Linked DNA regions of Pan troglodytes: region 1 is linked to region 2. A link is a contact called in public Hi-C data. All regions are on one chromosome and are shown on one strand. Each heading gives the region's core, a stretch centred on a gene start, on an enhancer-like site or on the middle of the called end of the contact. The rest is flanking DNA. Distances are from core to core; before and after follow the strand shown. Region 1 has its middle 40 kb from the start of ACSL4. Region 2 holds the start of LOC104003965 (translation initiation factor IF-2).

Region 1 (5,366 bases), core at 2,865-5,364, 42 kb after region 2:
AGGCTATTCTGTATGCTATGCTAATGGTGGGTACATGTCATTATACCTTTGTCCAAACTCACAGAATGTACAAAACCAAGAGTGAACCTTAATGTAAACTACGGACCTTGGGTGATAATGATGTGTCAGCATAGCTTTATCAATTGTAACGAATGTACCACTCTGGCTCATGATGTTGATAGTGGGAGGCTGGGGTTGGGGGTGGTCAGGGGGTATATGGAAACTCTCTGTACTTTCCTGCTTAATTTTTCTGAGAACCTAAAATTGCCCTAAACAATACAATCTATTTAAAATAGAAAAAAATAATGCCAGATGTGGTGGCTCATGCCTGTAATCTCTACACTTTGGGAGGCTGAAGTAGGAGAATTGCTTGAGCCCAGGAGTTTAAGCCTAGCCCAGACAACATAATGAGACCCCATCTCCACAAAAAAATATTAGCCAGGTGTGGTGGCATGCGCCTGTGGTCCCAGATACTCGGGAGGCTGAGATGGGAGGATGGCTCGAGCCTGGGAGGTCCAGGCTGCATTGAGCCATGATTGAGCCACTGCACTCCAGCCTGGGAGACAGAATAAAACTCCCAAAAAGAAAAAAAGAAAACCAAAATGGAAAAACAAAACACAATGGAAAAATGTTAAAATTTATATTATTCTAGTGGCACTATAAGGTGACATTCGTTTCAGAGATTCACATCAGAAATTCCAGTTGCAAAACTCTATTTATTCTTCTCTTTAAACTGGTATTTAAATTTATGGGAGCCATGACTACATCTATTTTTCTATCATCGTAGAACATACTGTTATAAAATGTACGCAACTATTTGAACTTGGGCATGGATATGGAATCCAATCAGTGGTTTAAAGAAGGTGAGAAAATAGCTGGGCGCGATGGCTCACGCCTGTAATCCCAGCACTTTGGGAGGCCCAGGTGGGAGGATCACTTGAGGTCAGGAGTTCGAGACCAGCCTGGCCAACATGGCAAAAACCCATCTCTACTAAAAATACAAAAAATTAGCTAGGTGTGGTGGCGGGCACCTGTAATCCCAGCAACTTGGGAGGCTGAGGCAGGAGAATCACTTGAACCCAGGAGGTGGAGTTGCAGTGAGCCGAGATCACACCACTGCTCTCCAGCCTGCGTGACAGAGTGAGACTCTGTCAAAAAAAAAAAAAAAGGAAGGAAGGAAGGAAGGAGGGAAGGAAGGAAGGAAGGAAGGAAGGAAAGAAGGAAGGAAAGAAAAAGAAGTTGAGAAAACTGAAAATGTTTACTACTTTGCTCCCAGAGAAAAAAATTACTGACCTAATGTCCTTAAACATATTCAGTCATTCATGCAACGCATATCTATTAAAGAGTGTACTATGTGCAGGCTGGGCGAGGTGGTTCACGCCTGTAATTCCAGCACTTTGGGAGGCCAAGGTGGGTAGGTAACCTGAGCTCAGGAGTTTGAGACCAGCCTGGCCAACAAGGCAAAACCCCGTCTCTACTAAAAATACAAACATTAGCCGGGTAAGGTGGCAGGTGCCTGTAATCCCAGCTACTCGGGAGGCTGAGGCAGGAGAATTGCTTAAACCCAGGAGGTGGAGGTTGCAGTGAGCCAAGATTGTGCCACTGCACTCAAGACTGGGCGACAGAGTGAGACTCCATCTCAAAAAAAAAAGAGTGTACTATGTGCTGAGCACTGTGGTAAGCACTAGGAATACCATGGTGAGTTCTTGCTCTCAAGGAACTCGCAATTTAGTGACAGATGATAATCAAATAATCAGGAACTGGGATGCTAGTCTCTGAGGTCAGCTGCTCCTTGGCATACCCTTGGAAGGTCAGCCCTTCTGAAGGAAGGTTGACTGTCCGAAGTCAAGAAGCCCTCAGTGGTAGGCAGGCTGGAGGGGCAGCAAGGAGTCCTCATAACAGAGGAACCCCATTGCTCTGTTCTTTAGATGTTTCCAGAGAGTAAGCCCAAAGCTACGTAGAAAGAAGGGCTTCAAGCTGAGCATTGTGGTTCATGCCTGTAATTCCAGTGATTTGGGAGGCTAAGGCGGGAGGATCATTTGAGGCCCGGAGTTTGAGACCTGCCTGAGCAACATAAGGAGACCTCTACAAAAAAAAAAAAAAAAAAAAAAAAAAGGGCGGGGTGTGGTGGTGTGCACCTGTGGTTCCAGCTACTCAGGAGGCTGAGGTAGGAGGATCACTTGAGTCCAGGAGTAAGAGGCTGCAGTGAGCCATGTCTCAGTGAGCCATGCTTGCACCACTGCATTCCAGTGTGAGCAACAGAGCAAGACCCTGACTATATAAAATAGGAGGCAGGGGTGGGGGTGGGAGGTGGTTGCTAAGGAATCAGTGTTGTGGCCCCTGACAAGGAAGAGGGCTAGGGCACTTTCCATGCAGGCTGCCACTCCCTGGTGTTGATCAATAAATATTTTTTTCATGAAAAAACATAATCAAGTAATCACACTCAAAAATGTAAAAAGCAACTGTGACAAGTGCTCCAAGGGCATAGCACACAGTGCTATACTTTATAACAGCTGGATTGACCTAGTGAGGGGGACCAAAGAAGGCTACCCTGAAGAGATTGCTCAAAATGTGATCTGAAGCATGAATAAATGTTAGGTGAGAAAAAAAGGAGAAAGGGTTCCATCTGAAAATAAAGAAAACTCAAAATATGCAAAGTCCCCATATCAGGAGGAAGCATGGTGACATGAATAACTTAGAGATAAATGTAGCTGTGGTGTGGACAGTAATGGGGTTTCAGGTGACGTTGGAAACTAAACATGTGCCAGATCACACAGGGCCTTGTAGGCCACATTAAGGAGTTTTGTGTTTTACTGTAAGGGTGGTGGGAAGCCATAAAGGTTTTAAGTATGAGGATGATAAAGCATTCCTTACAAAAAGACCATTCTGACTATAATCAGAATAGATTGGAGGGGAGCCAGAGTAGATATGTGTAGATATTAGGAAATGCTGCAGTACTCCAGGTGAGAGGTGATGGTACAATAGTGATAATGGAGACAGAAAGAAGTGGATAGATTCTGAATTTTGTTAGAAAGTAGAATAAGCAGAATTTGGCAAAAACACAAGTGTCAAGTTGAGGGGAGGGACAGGAGGTATCAAAAGACTCCTCCTGAGCGCAACGAGATAGAATGGTAAGGCAAGCCACTAAGATAAGGAAGGCTGGAAGAGTACCAGGTTTGGGGAGTGAGATCAGTTTGAGGGGGCTTTAAGACATCCTACAGGAGAGATCAAGTAGGCGGTTGGATATACAGTCCTAAAGGTCAGAGGAGCAGTCCGAGATGGAAATATAGATTGGGCTCATCTGTATGTCAGTGGTAGTTAAGCTGTGGTTATGGGTGAGCTTGCCAGGGAGACAGTATAGAGTGAGATGGGAGAGAACTGAGGACTGGGCCTTAGGAAAAGCCACCATTTGTCATGGGAAAGAAGTTGCAACAATACATGGGTTATTTCTCTACTTCTGGAATTCAGAAACCCTGAATTTTTCTTTTGTTTTTTGGCTTGGCCACTCAATTATTTGGCACCATCCCCAAAAACAACTCTCCTCTGTTTAAATCAGCATTCCAGTTGTGGAAGGGAACTGTGTCATTTTTGAGGAGTACTTTAGCTTTTTACCAAATATCATTAGGAAGATGATCATAAATATACTGTAAATTGAGCATACGGCAACAAAGGTTTAACTTGTTAGAATATTGAGCAAAACAAGTAGGACTCACAGTGACTGCTGTACCCTTCTAGAGTGGTGGGAAGAGGGATGGCCCCTCGACTATTATGGTCTTCAAGATGGTTGTGGTCCTACATGCTTAGCTATTCTCTAAGAATACAGCTATGCTTTCTAAGTATAAAGGCTGTTCTGGAAGAAAGAGCGAGAAAGGAAAAGAAAAAAGCAAGGGCTTCCCCTCCACCTTTGTTCGCTTCATTCTGTAGTGCATACTTTTATGCCCTTGGGAAGTGGAAGGGAGGAATGAGCTAATAATTTGGTTGATTCAACCTTCTGACCTCTGAGTCAAAAAATTACCCAATAGTCCTTTTAGCAGGCGATGAGGGGGTAATGCATTCAGAGTCAGGAGTCTGTGCCTCTGATAATGATTCATATGCTGAGTGACCTTCGGGTAAGCCATGCAAACTCCCTCCGTTTCAATATCAGTAATACCAACTGTCCCCGCTATCTCTTGGGGTTGTTATGAGAGTGTGATGAGATCATAGATCTGAAAGCATTTTTTAAATGTCAGACATTATCATACCAAAAAGGAAGCCGTCCACCAAGAGCTGGTCTGTCTTGATATAACTTTGTTACACAATTGATGTATTAATTCCTGTTCTATTTTTCTAGCTAGCTGCTTCTACCACTACAAAGTTAGTATCAAAATGTCTAAATAAGCAGTTGTATTAATCAATGTTCCAGTTTACAAATGGAAACTCTGCAACAAAAAATGTAAAAACCTAGATTACTTTTTATCATAATGTGAATTCAAAGGTCTTGACTTAGCCCACTGGGCCCTACATTATCTAGTTCCCAACTATGTTTTTGACCTCATCCTTGACTTTCCCTCATTCTGCTTTAGCCTTTTTGGACTTCTCGCTGTTCCTTGAATAACCCAAGCACTGTCTTATACAAAGGCCTTTGTATTGCTGCTATTCACTCAGAATGCGATCAATCCCTCCTGACATCCTTCATTTCATTTCAGTCTCAACGGCCTAAGATATGATGCAGAGGCCTTCTCTAACTACCCTATTTAACTACCCTAAATACTCCTATCTAAAGTAGCACATACCCCTAACACTTGTCACCCATGTGTCTGTTTCCCTCCTCTTAGGTTTGCTTTATTATTTTGCATAGCACTAATCACCACCTGACACCCAATATTTGTTTTTCAGTTTTCCTCCCAATAAGAGTGTAAGTTTTATAAGAACAGGATATTTTTGTTTAGTTTGTTCCTCTGCTGTATACTTAGCACTTATAATATAGGCTGGCACATAGTAGGCACATGATAAATAGCTGCTGAATAAAAGAACAAAGGAACATAAGTATACTACTGAACTAGCCAGAGCTCATAAGAAAAATGAAAAAAAATAGAAAGAAAAAAATAGAGCTAAGCAATTGTTGTGGGTGTAGTTGTGATAGAACTGTTCTGATGAAGTCTGTTAAATCACATCAGAAAACTGAATAAAATAGGTCAGATTTTGCAGTCACATTTCATTTCATGAAATGTATTATTCTTTTTAAACTCTATGGAGTATAACTTATTGATTTATTTCTATAGTTAATTAATTACTGCCTGCTTCTATCTTCTTTTGTTTACAAGGAATAAATAGTTAAAATATTCAGATATTTCTACTACTTCTTCCAGGCTCAGAGGGAGCCAGAT
Region 2 (5,799 bases), core at 732-3,231:
GCCCCCCAACCATCTCCATCAGCCCAAAGTATAAACTCATAGAGTAGGGTTTGTCTTAACCATCATGTCCTGAGGGCCTGACATACGTGACAGATAAAGGAAGAAGATAGTTGAATGAATTAATAAATGAATGAGATGCCCACATATTATTTTAAAGTTCCTAGCCAATTACAGTTGTAAGGCAGTATGTGAGTGCGGTGGCGTGATCTCGGCTCACTGCAAGCTCCGCCTTCCGGGTTCACGCCATTCTTCTGCCTCAGCCTCCCAAGTAGCTGGGACTACAGTCACCCAACACCACGCCTGGCTAATTTTTTGTATTTTTAGTAGAGACGGGGTTCCACCGTGTTAGCCAGGATGGTCTCGATCTCCTGACCTCATGATCCGCCGGCCTCGGCCTCCCAAAGTGCTAGGATTACAGGCGTGAGCCACCACACCCAGCCATTCCCTTATAAATTTCTAAAAGCCATGGACATTTAAAAAATAGTGCGGTATAACACACATTTCACTTGCAAGCAGAAATTAACATAATACCCAACATTTGTAAAATGGTTCTGAGTTTATAGATTTTCACATATAATTATTTATTTAATCAGGATTAAGGACTAAGTATACCTAAATTGAAACCACTATACACAAACCTTTGAGAAAAACATTCTAGTCAACTGGTATAACAGGATTTATGACAGCCTTAACGCAAATTGCATTATATGTGTGTGTGTATACCTATATATACACGTGTGTATATATATATTTGTCATATATATTCATTATAAGAATATATCATTCAAATTGGGGGACTTGTGGATCATTTCAACAACCATAAAGACACTTATTTTACAGATGCAAAAACTAAGAGAGGTGAAGTGACTTGTTCAAGGTTAAATATATATCTAGAGTTGGGTCTAGAACCTGAGCCTCTCCAGAGTTCCAATTCATTTCTCTTGTCTGAATTGAACAAGACTCTTCTTTCTTCACCCATCTCACCCCTACCAAAAATACTGAAAGAAATATCTTAATCTAAATCACTTGTGTTTTTAAATAGGGGGTTTTCCAAAAAAAAAAAAAAAAACCCACAAAATTGAATTTACTCAAGCTTTCAATTGCTGTATTACACCTTCCATGGATTTTTAGTTGTCAAATTATTTCTTATAGCAGGACAATAAGGTACTTTATTCTAAGGTACAAGTATACTGACAGTTTAATGTTTCATCCCCCACCTAAATGGCAGAGAGTGTTAATTCTAACAGGAGTCTTACATGTCTTACACTTTAGCAGTTTCAATCAAAAGATGAGCTATTTTACAATTTAAGGAAGAGGCCTTACACTGTTAAAATCTTGACCGATATGCTCAATGGCAGTACCATCATTGAATCTCCACCTGCTGCCTTACGTATCAAGAACATTTAAAAGTCTTTCTTGTTAGAGACAAAATAAAAGAAAAACTAAGGTGACAAGCGACTATGAGAAATAAGGCTTTAATCAGGTTAAATTTGCATTATGCAGCCTGCATGAATTTAGAGGTCCTAGAATCAAAACACTAGAAGGAACCTTTGATATGCTCTAGTTCAACAGACTGATTTTTGCAGAAGAGGAAACTGAAGCATTGATGAGACCATTAACTGATAAAGCAAACCGCTTACTTTTTCAAAGGGATTCATTTCAATGCCATTTTACCCTTATTTTGCATCTCACTGTTGTTTCTCAGAGCGACGATTGACCTTTTTTTTAGGTGAAAAGAGCGAATAGAGCAAATTAATTTCAAGAGGGTGAAAAATGCCTTTGAAGGAGGAGATGCTGGAGTGAAGAGGAGAAATGACGTCTTATTTAAAATATGTAACCCCTTGATGGGGTTAGACAATGAATCATATTCCCCTAGATTTTTCTATGTCTATAGACATCAGCCACAGTTCTTTCGGGCACTCAAACGAGAGGAAGAGGAAGTGAATAAAGCTCATACTAAATATATAGCACCCACTGAAGGCAGGGATGTAGACAGAAAGAACGGGGGTGGGGGAAGGAAGGAAAGCACGCTTCGCCAGGATCCAGCTGTTTTCTAACAAACCTAAGCCTACGGAAGCTAGGAAGATATCGGAAGCAAGGAAGATATCGGAAGCGACGGCATCCCTCAAATTCGAGAGGGCGGATGCCTCTACGGCTAGAGAGGCTCCCTAGCCCTCAGTTACAGAGCGACTGGGAGGGGACAAAATGGAGTTGAGGTTTAGGGGCACCCTAAAGGTCGTTTGGAGGTCTAGCAAGCACTTCATGGTCTCCTCCGGAAAGGGCCGTGGCAAAGCCTAGTACCCCGATCAGGAAGATGACTTCTGGCCCTCGGGATGCGGTGAGCGGCAGGAAGAGGCAGGCTGGGGTTCCGAGGACCCCAGAGTCCATCACAGGAGCAGATACAGTGACCTCGGGAATCTTACCGGCCCCAGCGGAGGCGAGCGGATAGATAGCCCTGGCTCAAGGAAAAAAGCGAGCCGACTCCAGGAGCTGGAATGCCCACCCAACCTCCTCCCGGCTCAGGTGAGGTACGCCAGTCCCCCTCTGGAAATGGGGCCCTGGTACCGACAGGGCAGGGGTGCCGCGGCCGCAACCTCCCTATCCAGGGATACTCACCGGAGGGGCGGCCCACCGCGTCTTCGCAGCCGGCCGGCGCCTGGCACTCGGGAAGCTCGCAAAAAGGAACCGCGTGCCCGCTAGCGCTGGGACGAGGAGGAGCGCGCGGCGGAGGCCAGAGAAAAAGCCGCAGCGGCGCGCGCGCACCCGGACAGCCGGCAGAGGCGGGACTCAGCGCGAGCCCGGAAAAGACGCGCCCGGAGGGGCGGGCGGAGCGGGGGCGCGCGGTGGTGTGGCAGAGCCAGCCGAATCGCTGGCTGCAGACGGCTCGGCCCACCCACGCGCCCGCCCCCGCTCGCCCGGGACGTCAGTCGAAAAGGCGGAGCCGAACGGGCTTCCCGGGGCGCGGGAGGGGCGCTGCGAGGAAGGCGAGGCGGCTAACGGCTCGCCTCAAGTTGTTGCTCCCGCTGGCGATCCGCTTCTGTCAGGCTCGCTGCTGGTGTCGTTGAGTGTGTTTCGGGATGTCCTTGCGCCTAACAGCAGTGAGGCGCAGAATTGGCCCACGCCCTCACCTGCGGCTTGCTTCGCAGGACTCCACCCTAGGATAAAAGTTCCCCTCGGGTCATCTTCCAGCTGCCCTCAAAAGACACTCATTTTTGGGTTTCACTGCTCCTGGTTTAGAGAGCTATCTTAAACACTTTGACTAAAAGCATCTTGCTCCTGTAAGCCTGAACTAATGCCTCTCATCCATTTATCTTGCCTCTTACTGCGTTAAGATCCCCGCTCACTCCCACTGATGAAATATCACAAGGACGCAGGATTTTCACGTTGTCTTTCATTTCCACGATGGTATCATGGCAAAAAAAACCCCAACTGATAAGGAAAAGTCACCGCAGCTTTGTGACATCTTACTAGCCCTGATCATTGCTTATAAGCCGGTCATACGAATGCTGTTCCAACAGATGCAAGAAATTGCTATTAAAATTAAAATGCCAGCGAACTATCTGAGGGCTTCAAAAGGGACAGACCATAATTGCAAATGAGGCCTGATAAACTGCCAAGAATATATCACCCAAAAAAATAAATCTCAAGAATTCTTCCAGTTCCCTGATGCGTAATGGTGAACTAGCTTCCTGTTCCTGATGGTAATTGACATTTCACTTCACTTGCTGATTTCCATTTTCCCATAGAATTACCATTTGTGCTTGTGTGTGTGTATATATATATGTATATATAAAATGCCTTACCACCTGAGATTACAAGCTAGAGTAGTTCTTCAGTGTGCATCACAATTATCTGGGGTGCTTGTTGAAATGTAGGTACCTGGAGCTACAACCCCCAGGTATTTTGATTCTGATCTGGGTAGGGATAAGAAATTTGAATTTTTAATAAGCAGCCCAGGTGACACTAAAAGTGGTTAGCTGAGAGCACAGAGCTATAGTTTTTGTGTTACTACTCTAAAGCCATATTACCAATTCAATTTCCAAGAAACCCACCCACTTACATATAATATACCTATAAATATTGCTAAGACAGTCATGTAGCTTCCTTTTTCAAGATTGACCTACAAAGTTCAGTACTTCAAACAACGAGTTTAATTGTCATGTTTATTTTATGAAATCTTGTTTTAATACCAGAAATAAGCAATCATATGTCAGGTATGTAATTCACTGGGTAACTATGATGTACAGAGCACTATCACCTACAGTTGGGTTAACACAAATGAAATTGAAGAAATGAATATCGCTGTTCTCAATAAAGTTAGTGTCTAGTTGTGGAATTAAAATATAGATATAATACAAACCCAGTGTAGCACATAAATCAGTGTGCTGGATGAAGATGAAAAAGAACTTGTAATTAAAGAGTACTTTTGCCAGTTTCCTTTATTGTCAGTCTCTTAGCCCAGACATTTTCAATTAGGTAATTTCCTCTGAACAGAGTCTTCAGCTTACTGAAGTTCCTCCAGCTCTACAAGATATAAAGGAAAGAAATCACTATAGCCTGAAACTATCCGTTTTTTGGTATACAAATGTGTGTATGATATACATATAGATATGTTTATCAGACCAAGAAACTACTTGGATTTTCAAGATCTCTTATTACTTAAGCTATTCATTAGTGTGTACAGTTCTGGCTGTCTTCATCACCTACCACATCTCACCTTCTTCCACATTTAACTGCACCCAAGTTGAAGAGGAAAGAAGAACTATACCTCCAAAAAGGAAACCAAGTATAACCACGCTATTTCCAGCTTTCCTTTTTCGGAGTCAAAACAAACCTTGCTTAATTTCTTGTCATCAGAAACCTTCCAGAAATTACTGCCCAGGAGCAAAATATTTCCCAAGCAGCTGTCTGACATTTTAAAGAGAACATTTGCAACGTTGTTTATTAGTTAGGAAGATAGGGTATTATTATCCCTATTTCACAGATGAAGAAATAGATGCAGGTTAAGTGTCTTGTCCAGTCACACAACTAAGTAGTAACAGAGCCTGAATTTCCTACTACACTGCTTATGACTCCTAGACCAGGGTGCTTGCCGCTACATCAAGCTGCCTCTGTAATGAGTCCTACCCAGAACTACCAACCCAATTAGAAATGGAGTAGATAAACGTATGGAAATGGAAGAGTTAGGAAAATGTACAATGCAATTGACAGATTCAAAATACAATGTAATAAGTACTAAAAGCATGATAATTAGTCTGTTAGAAGCTAAACAGAATTTAAAGGACAACTCTGTTAACAGGCACTGATATTTAGGCCTTGCCTGTTTTATTATTCTGTAACAAGAAGCTGAAACAGATAGCCAGGCTGCTCTTGGCATTAGTTATTTATGGAAGGGCAGAAAACAACTGTTCTTCATTGACTGTGTAACAAGCCTTTGCGTGTTAAACTTCACGGGTTTGTAGAATAATAATAATTTTCTCCTGTGGTCTAAATACAAGCAGCAGGGCTTCATAATAATATTTGCATTGACAAGTTGTGTTAGATTTTGTCATTAACAAACCTTATTTTTTGCAGACCCAACAACCAGGCCAAATATTGTCTTTAGTGGCTTGTGTTAAACAACCGGTGAAATCAGAAACCTACGTAGAAGATGATCTCACTGTGAACATAAATAATAACCTAAGCCACTCCTTTCAAAAATGATCAAAGGCATAGTAGCTACATCTAAATGTTATTTTTGAGAAATGATTTGTTTTTTCAAAATAACTATTTCTTTTCATTCTGGCACATTTTTCAGGT

Evidence for each region. A called contact is a pair of places that touch in the nucleus more often than the background predicts.
Region 1: a contact with region 2 is called in a Hi-C map of a lymphoblastoid cell line, with 2.4 times the contacts expected there. The contact joins the enhancer-like site here to the promoter of LOC104003965 in region 2. A contact is called at or near these places in 2 of 7 Hi-C or Micro-C datasets (blood and a lymphoblastoid cell line).

The regions. Positions count from the first base shown.
Region 1 is chrX:107,266,302-107,271,667 of NHGRI_mPanTro3-v2.0_pri, forward strand. No RefSeq gene overlaps it. Among named protein-coding and RNA genes, the nearest start is that of ACSL4, 40 kb to the left of the region's middle. Within about 2 kb of position 4,115, at least 2 of the 24 cell types and tissues checked have an H3K27ac peak or open chromatin away from gene starts, as enhancers often do. A contact at or near this core is called in a lymphoblastoid cell line, where this site is marked.
Region 2 is chrX:107,226,484-107,232,282 of NHGRI_mPanTro3-v2.0_pri, forward strand. It overlaps LOC104003965 (translation initiation factor IF-2), which reads left to right and starts at 1,982. Exons shown (of 1, transcript XM_054676677.2): 1 at 1,982-4,435. The coding sequence starts at 2,496. The coding sequence ends at 3,065. It overlaps ACSL4 (acyl-CoA synthetase long chain family member 4), which reads right to left and starts at 2,850. Exons shown (of 16, transcript XM_054676676.2): 1 at 2,617-2,850.